Linked DNA regions of Mus musculus: region 1 is linked to region 2. A link is a contact called in public Micro-C data. All regions are on one chromosome and are shown on one strand. The core of a region is the stretch at or near the end of the contact, and the rest is flanking DNA. Distances in the headings are between cores, read along the strand shown.

Region 1 (4,423 bases), core at 498-2,997, 850 kb before region 2:
TAACATCTCAAAACATGAGGAAGAGAAGAAAAAGTGGGCAAAATATGTTCAAAATGATTGAAGCCAAAAGTCAACGGAAGAAGACTATGTCATCAGACAGCTGACATGAGGTGAGGAATGCCACCATGCCCTGCTCATCTTCCTTGACACAGCTCAGTTGCACGCCTGGGGTTTGACTTTTTTTTTCCCTCCAAAAGTGAGCTATAATTCTTCACTTGAAAAAAAAAACCTGCACTTATCGTCTCTGCTTGCAAAGTTTATGGGGTGATGAATTTGAGGTATGGGCCCATTATAAGGCTGAAAATTAGCTAGCACTGTCTTCAGAATTTAGAGAATGCTCTACAATATAGCAGAGGCGGGGGAGATAACTCTAAGAAGAAAATAGGCTGAATTTATAAACCCTTCTCCTTATTCAATCAAAGGCACAATAGTTTAAGATGACATGTGATGTGCAGTTTTCTTGATTACAAAATAATACAACAAACCAAAGGGACTTTAGAAAATATATAAAAGCATCAAAGTAAAAATATCCTCCAAAAATAGTGCATATAATTCTCTCCAGAACCATAAGTGTGAGGGTATTCACTCTTGCTGTTATAACTTGATTCCATTCAGTTATTTTCATATAAAAGAGGGGTCATTTCCCACCCCTAGCCCTACCCCCAAACCCTGCTAACTCTAGGTACTCTGTAATTTCAAATCAATGGGAATAGAAGAACTGGATTGATATGCAATATTGGAGCAATTTACCAGCTGCTAGAGAAAAAAAATTAACGTTAGAGCTGGTTTTCCCCTATTCCAAGATGAATTCCAAAGGGGGAAAAGAGCACTAAATAATGAAGTTTCCATGAGAAAGCTACGTGGAAACCTATGGTCCTCCAGACTGAGAAGAAAAATCAGTTCAAAGGGACAGTGGGACCCAGGCAACATGATAGGAGGCAGTGGAAATGCTCAGGGTTAAAGGTTCAAGTGGAGATGGGGCTAGGGTGGGGCAAGGAGATGGATGGTAGGAGCGGGTTAGCCAGAACTAAGCATACTTGGAGAAGCCTGATGAAATGCTGTTGTTGAAGACAGTACTCATTTTGGATGTGAGGCTTCAAGAAATCATCCTCAAGAGCCTGGCTAGCTTGCATTGTGCTGTACGGGCTTCTGGGGAAGAAAAGGCATCACTGGTCTTAGCCAGTGCTGGACATTGCTGGCAGGGAAACCACATACTCTTGGAGTAGGAAGAATGCAAGAGCAGGTGGATAGAAAGGAGGGTTAGGAAATACTGGCTTGTAGACATGACACTGATGTTGCATGCACCAGCTCACAGCAAAAGTGGCTCCCCACGAAAGACCCGCATGAGGCCAAGACCATCAAAATCCAGCATGAAGGAAGGCGTGCCCCGGGGCCCCATCCTTATCAGAGGCTTCCATGGCAGTCCATCGCTGCTGAGGGAGGAGTTACTCTGTTCTCTTCTTATCTGTAATACACAAACATGAGTTAAAATGAGAGCTAAGCTGCAAAGGACAACAAAGAGAGCCTTCTCTAGATATGCTTTTGCGTTCCTGCAGTTAGTTAACTGGCGTGCTGCTTTTGCAGAGCTGTGTGATTTTATGGACTTTATGGGTAGTTTTATAAGCACCAGGTGAAAGGGCAAATAAAACAACTGGCTGGCAACTCAGCTAAGAAGTCAGAGTATGCGTGGAGGCGCGAAGCCCTCCCGTTTTCAGCTTCTCTGCTGTGCGTAGCTTGCATAATCTTTGGGCCGTTTACCTCACCTCCCGAAGCCTCAGTTTATTGACCACAAAGAGAGATTAAATGCCCACCATCCCAGGATGTACAATAAATATTCTAGGGAGGCCTGTTGCAGACCAGAGCAGGACTGCCTGGCAAAGACTGTTCCAGACGCTCTCGTTGGTAATTTAATAATGAGTTCAAGAAGCTGTTGCTAAGAGCCGTGAGGGAAAGGACAATGAGTTCTGCTGGACTGGAACAGGAGGATCAATACATTGATCACCGACATGCTGGCTACTTTCCTGAACAGCACAGCCTTCATCTTCCTCCCTGCCCAGAAGGAAATTATCTTTGTCTCAGAAAGGATTTTTTTTAAGATTTCTTTTTATTACATTTAAGTGTGTGTGTGTGTGTGTGTGTGTGTGTGTGTGTGTGTGTGTGTGTGTGTAGTAGTAGTAGTAGTAGTAGTAGTAGTAGTAGTAGTAGTAGAATTACAGATGGTTGTAAGCCATCAGACATGAGTACAGAGAATAGAACTCACATCCTCTGCAAAAAGCACTCTGCATTCTTAATCACTGGGTCATCTCTCCAGCCCTGAGAAATGATTTTTGAGAGGGCAAATGGATAATTTGAAACCTGAAGTTTACAAAATTCGGTCTTCAAAGGTTACAACCACTGGATCTTTCAATTGTCAACACAAAAACACAGCTCTCACGCTAAAGAATGTAAGCAATAGTTTATCCTGGAGCCAAATATGGCCGACTGTGGCTTAGGAATCCAGATTCAGTTTGCGCCAAATACTGTGTTCCAATATGGTCATGGTTTCATGTAGTTTCTATAATAGCAGAACAAGAAAAATTAGAAATCAAGATGAATTTTCAAATAGTGTATGGAGTATCAAGCAGGCAGGTCCAGTTCTTGCTACTATATAAATAACATTTTTAGCCTTTGGGATGGTGGAAGTATGCTCTATAGACACCAAAGGATTTACCTAATAGTCACGAAGATGCTAGGTCAAAAACAGAGGTGAACTAAGATAGTTCAAGAATTATTAAATCTGGACCTAAAACGTTGCAACTCTTCACAGAAGAGTTGTACTTGGTTAACCAGGCTTGTAGAATCTTTTAAACATAGATACAGCTCCCCCAACCCCAACCCCCTGTGGACTTCGCTGAATGTAGCCATGGGAGAGTCTGGTCGGAAAGGGAGCAACTCGAACATTGAGCAGGATAGTCATCGCCCTTCTGATTCCAGGCAGAGGAGAGACTAGAGGACTCCGCTAGAAGGGCTTGTGCTCAGAAAAGGAGCCACAGTCGGTCACACTTCTTACTGGGCACGGTCAGAACTCTCTTCCCATCTGCCTGTAGGGCAAAAGATCTGCACCCACTTCCAAAGGAAAAAACCTACCAAAACCCACCAATCCCTGAGCACGAAATTCCACCAATCCCTGAGCTCACCCCAAGATCAGGCTACATAACCTCTCCAATCCCAGGCTACGCTGGAAAGCTCCACCCCCTCCCCTAAAAAAACACTCTACAAAGCTTGCCTTCTGCTCGCCCAAGCAGAGGCGGCTACTCTCTTGTGCCTCGCCCGCCAGATCTCATGTGTGAGGTTTATTGTGCAGTGTGGCTTTGTGGTATTCCTCCGCTCCCAACTGCCAGGATATATTTCTCAGTAGAGCTCTTAACACTCCAGTCACGGGGGAAACCTTCCTCCTCGAAACTCCAACATCTCCATTGGGGAAGCTATTCCCTTCGGAGCTGTAACACTTTTTACAGGGGAAGCCTTTCCCTTCAGAATTGTAACACTTACACAACTCATAAGAGTTTTTCTGCTCAAGAATGCTGCGGCCACGTCATAGCTGCTGCGGAGTCTCTGGTTAGTAACTGGCGGTGGCATCACCAACAGTCTTAAGACACTCCTTCCTGTTCCCAGAGGTGTTGGTCATCTACCCCAGTGGTCAGTTCCAAGACACTTTCCACAAGAGACAATAACTCCTCGTCCCAGGCCATCCCCACCCTTTGTCTCTTGCGACTGGAGTGTGGTACACAAGGGTTTCAGAAATCCCTCAAATTGTCTTCCCAGGAGGCAAAGGCTACACACATGTCGCTCGGCATGTTGCAGCCCTGCTGGCTGATTTTCTCTGCCTGACATTTTGCAGAATTTCCCATGTCCCTGACATGCCATTAAACTGTACCATTTCGTGTATCTGATACTCTTCTGAATCTGCTTTCTTGATTCAAAACTGGGGCAGAAGGAACATACTAGGTGCTGTGTTCTGCAGATCACTTGAACTGAAACTTCAGTGCCTGGTGAAAGGGGTTTGCTCGGACTGATCCAAACAATGTGTTGCTTCTAAGGTAGGGAACTTTGAGTGTCAAGAAATGCTAGGCTGTCGATTCCTGCATCCAGGGATGTTAAAAGAAGCCAAGGACCAACCCAGCCCAGTGCCTTGTAACAAGTGCCCTTCTCACTGCTCCCAACTGTCACATCTTGTAGAGTACAGAGGTAGGAAGGCTGTGTTTTCAGAGTTATGGGCTCTCACTGACTGTTTCAAGTGGGTGCCTGATTTTGCCCAGAAACTCATTTCGCGGGAGCTTAGCTTTCCATTCAGAGCCAATGACAGGAAACAGTGATGTCCCTCCCACCTTCTTATGAACACTAAAAATAGTTCAGGGTGGAGGGCAGCAGATAATGAAGTCCC
Region 2 (4,283 bases), core at 1,190-3,689:
CAACACAGTTGTCTGTTAAGACTTCTTGTCCTGCCTCAGACCCTCCCTGGCTTCCCAGGGAGCAAAGCTACTCCAAAAGGCAACAACTGGGTGAACAGCTCACTCTGAAGTCAGCGGCCCAAGATGGATGTCACTTCCCTGAGGGGAGAGTCACTTCCTTTGTAGATTCAGGAAGGACCCAGGATTCACACGAACACCGCCTCTAGGCATGGGAACCCGGGGCCCGATGGGCTAAGTAAGCATCCTGCCTGCCTGCCTCTGGCCTCACACAGTACCCAGAGGATGTCCGCATGGACTTTAAATCAGAACACTCTCTGGGTCTGAGAATCTGCGTTAAACCTGTCTCACAGTGTCTGTGGATCCTTGCTTCAGTGCCCGGAGCAGAGCCAGGGATAGACATCCTCCACAGACACCTTCCACAGCCCACAGCACACTTCCATCTTCATCCTCCATCACCTTTGCAGCTTCTCGCCCTGCATGCACCCACCTCTTTTCCTTTGTAGAAACCGTACCCATCACGTCCACAGCCTTCCTCTTTCTTGACTGTTCCTTCCTTCATTATCTTTCCCTCATCTCATTATTCCTTTTCTTTTATGTCTTTCAGTCCCCCCCCTTTATACTGTTCTCAGCATCTCTTTCCCTCCCATTTTCTTCCCATTCTTTTTTCACCTTGCAGACTGAAGAACATGTGGCTGTCTCCCTTCTTTTTTTTTTTTTTTTTTTAAATATTTATTTATTTATTATATGTAAGTGCACTGTAGCTGTCTTCAGACACTCCAGAAGAGGGCATCAGATTTCGTTACAGATGGTTGTGAGCCACCATGTGGTTGCTGGGATTTGAACTCAGGGCCTTTGGAAGAGCAGTCGGCACTCTTAACCGTTGAGCCATCTCACCAGCCCCCTGTCTCCCTTCTTACCAAGAACTGGACATGGATGTCTCCTTACTAAGAACAAGGGCAGTAAAGAGAACAATGGCCTCCATGGAGACCATCCCTGTCATTCGTGAACAGAATTGTGACCACAGCAGGGGAGATGTAACATTCTATCTTCCTGTTTGGTCTCTTCACAGTCCCTGAACAAAGCCATGTGGCTGCAAAATCCTGAATGCACAGGACACACAGCCAAGTGCTATTCATGATCAAATACCATCCAAATAGGCAAGGAAGGGCCCATCTCAGAGAGACCACTACCCTGCCTCCCCTCCGTGAAATGGTCTTGGGTCCCATACTGCCGAAGTGTTTCAGTACCCATTTATGCCTGGAAACATGTTCTGAGCCCTGAGAAAGAAGACTTAGCTTGGAAGCAGGGTTGTGAACGCTAGTGTCTACCGCGTTAAACAAGAGAATCCTGCTGCCACCCTTCCCACCTCTGATTTTGTAGGTCTATAAGTAATGAAGTCAGAGCTGAGTCCCTGAGTGGTGGGGGTCGTGCTTCCCTCCATCAGTGAGCCTTCTGGACCACGAGATACAGATTGTCCTTGGGAAAGATTGAAGGTGGAATGAATGTTTCAACAAGGACCTCCCATAAGAAGAGCTGGGACCATGAAGGCCCTTGGTGTGTCGCTGTGCAGTCTCAGCCTTGCTCCTGCTGCTGCTGACACTAAGCAGGTTTAGGTATAAGGACTGAGTTATACAGAAACTGTGGCTAAGCTCAGGAAAGAATGCAGGTTTTGCTTCAACATGAAAAGAGGAACTGGAGTTAAAATAAGCAGTGGCCAAATACCAACGCTTCCTGAAGAATGTTTCTGCCTTGCCTTCACTGGCTGTGAGCTTTGATTTGTTCCTTATATTGTTTGTTTTAGCATGTCTGGTGTGTGTTCTGTACATGTGCATGCATGTGTGTGTGCATGAGCGTGTGCACATGCATGTGTGCCGATCTCTAACTCACTATGTACCTGAAGACTTTCCATCCTCTTAACTCTATACCTCTATCCCCAAGTGCTAAGATTACAGGGATGTGCTACTATGCCAGGTGTTACACAGTACTAGGGAACTGAACCATGTCTGCACATGCTAGATAGGCTCTCTACCAATTGAGCTTATCTACATCTCCAGCACTTGTAAATGTGTGGGGATTTTGTTGTTGTTGTTTTGTTTGCTTGTTTGTTTTTTATAGGACAAGACATCCTTATAGGTGGGGACTTTCAAACCATTTAGGCCCATGGCTTCCTGTCCCTTGGCTGGTATAGATGACCAAGAAGGTCATAGGTCAAGTGCAAGACTGAAACCAATTGTGTCCAGCAAGGCCATATCTCTTCTATAAAAACTGCCTGCTCACTGCCCTGGCTGAGGTAGCCACAGGAGGCTATGATCTGTCCTCATCTGTCAGTGGTGGGCAGGTACCTGCTTCCTAACAGCCAAGCAGCAAAGAGCTCAGTAGCTGGTGAGTGGTTCAGGCAGAGAGAGCTGTTGGTGGCTGAGCCAATCAGGTTCCCTCTGGGATCTGAGAAGAGCAGTGCTGTCAGCAGGGGAGGAGCAACCCACAGAGAAGAGCTGACTCACTGAGGTAGAACCCAGCCAGGGCCCCAGAGCCTCTGGTCCCAAGGCCTGGGCTTCTCTAGTGTCCTTCAGGCCACCAAAGGCACTAAACCTTTGCAAAAAAAAAAAAAAAAAAATCAGCCAGAGGGACTCCCAAAGCACACTGAAGCTCCTAGTCCCACTGAAGGTCTGTGGTCATTTCTGGGGTCACAGGAAGCCACGGAAGCAAGAGTGAAGAGAACGTGGGTACAGACTCCAGACAGGCAGAGTTATGGGTTCACAAGCTGTGGGCACAAACCCTCAACAAGAAGCCGCAGAGTCACCTCTTTTCCAGTCATACTTAAAGTCTTCATCACTTTGAAGGAACAGAAGAAACCACAAAAGGGGAGAAAGATCAAAGATGCCGACTAACTTTTAACTTAAGAGAGTTGACTCCTAGCAGGAAGCCACTTGCCAAGGACACCAAGCCACCAGGCAAAGTTCACACAGTCCTAGGCTTAGAAAAAAAAAAAAAAAAAAAAAAAGTAGAGACCACGGCTGCATGCCTAAGCCACCTCCCCTGAGCCATGTCTCCAGAAGCTGGTGGCGTCCACATCTCAGAAAGTATTCAGGCAACGAACACCTGCCAAGCTTAAAAAAGGGCGCTTGCTTGCGGGTACTCAGATTTGTTCTGTTGCTTCCCACCAATGACTGGGCTGGGAAAGGGACTCCCTGACCCCTAGACCACACCTTCCATCCGCCCTGCCTCCCATCCGCCCCGCCTTCCATCCTGGTGTTCATGCGCACACGAGAAAAAGTATGAACTGTGCTCAGCCTGACCACCATGCTATGCAGTACAGCCGTTACTCCAGCCCACAGTGGTTCACGCTGGCCTCTCCCATGAAGCTCAGTATGAGCAGACCCTTCCCCTAGACGGAAGCTTTGCCACACCCTGGATGGAACTGGCCCCCTTCGAGTCCCACCGTCTGGAGGAAGTGACTGTTGGAAGTACTGATGTGGTTTCTTTTGAATTCCATCATGAGCTGCCCTCCGAGGCTTTGCCTCTGTTCATAACTTCTCTCTCGCTTCCATGTTTCTGGGGCCTTTTGCCTAAGGACTGCCTTTCAACAAGGCAGCTCTGAGTCTACCCCTTTGATCGAAACAATTCATCATTCCTGTCACATTCCGGAAGCCACCAACATGCCTCACATCTCCCTTCCCACCCCTTTCTTTTCAGCAAAATCCTGAAGACTTTGCTCCTTGTTGTTCTGGTGACCCAGTCCCTAGATGCTTGTCTTTCCTTACTGCACTGCTCACACAGATGTCCCATCTGCTGTTGTGACTCTTACTATGGTCGCTGTGAGCTTAATGACACACAGCCCTCTCCTCTACTGAGGACATGGGGGCTGTCACCTCCTTTCTGCACGCCCCCATGCTTCCCCAATGAAGTCAGGCAAAAACTAGCTTCTCTGGCTTCCACATCACTCAGCTGCCACACTCTGTGGTCAGACAAGTCCCTGTGTTTGTCACACAAACACTGCAAGGGTGGTCTTCCCCGGCTTTGATTGGCACTGATGATTTTTTGTTTGTTTGTCTGTTTGTTTGTTTGTTTGTTTGTTTCCCTTTTAAAATCCAGCTGTGGCTGGTGAGATGCCTCAGTGGGTAAAGGCAGTAACCACCCAAGCCTTAGGATTTGAGTTCAATCCCCAGAACCCACATGGCAGAAAGAGAGAACCAACTCCTTCAAGTTGTCCTTTGACCTCTACACACACATACTGTGGCATAACTCATCAATCAATCAATCAATCAATCAATCAATCAACAAGT

The links. Hi-C and Micro-C count contacts between places; a contact is called where the count stands out from the background.
Region 1: a contact with region 2 is called in a Micro-C map of the G1E-ER4 cell line. The contact joins two enhancer-like sites. A contact is called at or near these places in 3 of 484 Hi-C or Micro-C datasets (the G1E-ER4 cell line and erythroblasts).

What each region holds. Positions count from the first base shown.
Region 1 is chr1:88,489,180-88,493,602 of GRCm38.p6, reverse strand. It overlaps Gm28888 (a long non-coding RNA gene), which reads right to left. Exons shown (of 3, transcript XR_387232.2): 3 at 1-1,465. Among named protein-coding and RNA genes, the nearest start is that of Glrp1, 19 kb to the left of the region's middle. Within about 2 kb of position 1,747, at least 33 of the 459 cell types and tissues checked have an H3K27ac peak or open chromatin away from gene starts, as enhancers often do. A contact at or near this core is called in the G1E-ER4 cell line and erythroblasts, where this site is marked.
Region 2 is chr1:87,635,822-87,640,104 of GRCm38.p6, reverse strand. The region is part of intron 2 of Inpp5d (inositol polyphosphate-5-phosphatase D); the gene reads right to left. Among named protein-coding and RNA genes, the nearest start is that of Inpp5d, 18 kb to the right of the region's middle. Within about 2 kb of position 2,439, at least 207 of the 459 cell types and tissues checked have an H3K27ac peak or open chromatin away from gene starts, as enhancers often do. A contact at or near this core is called in the G1E-ER4 cell line and erythroblasts, where this site is marked.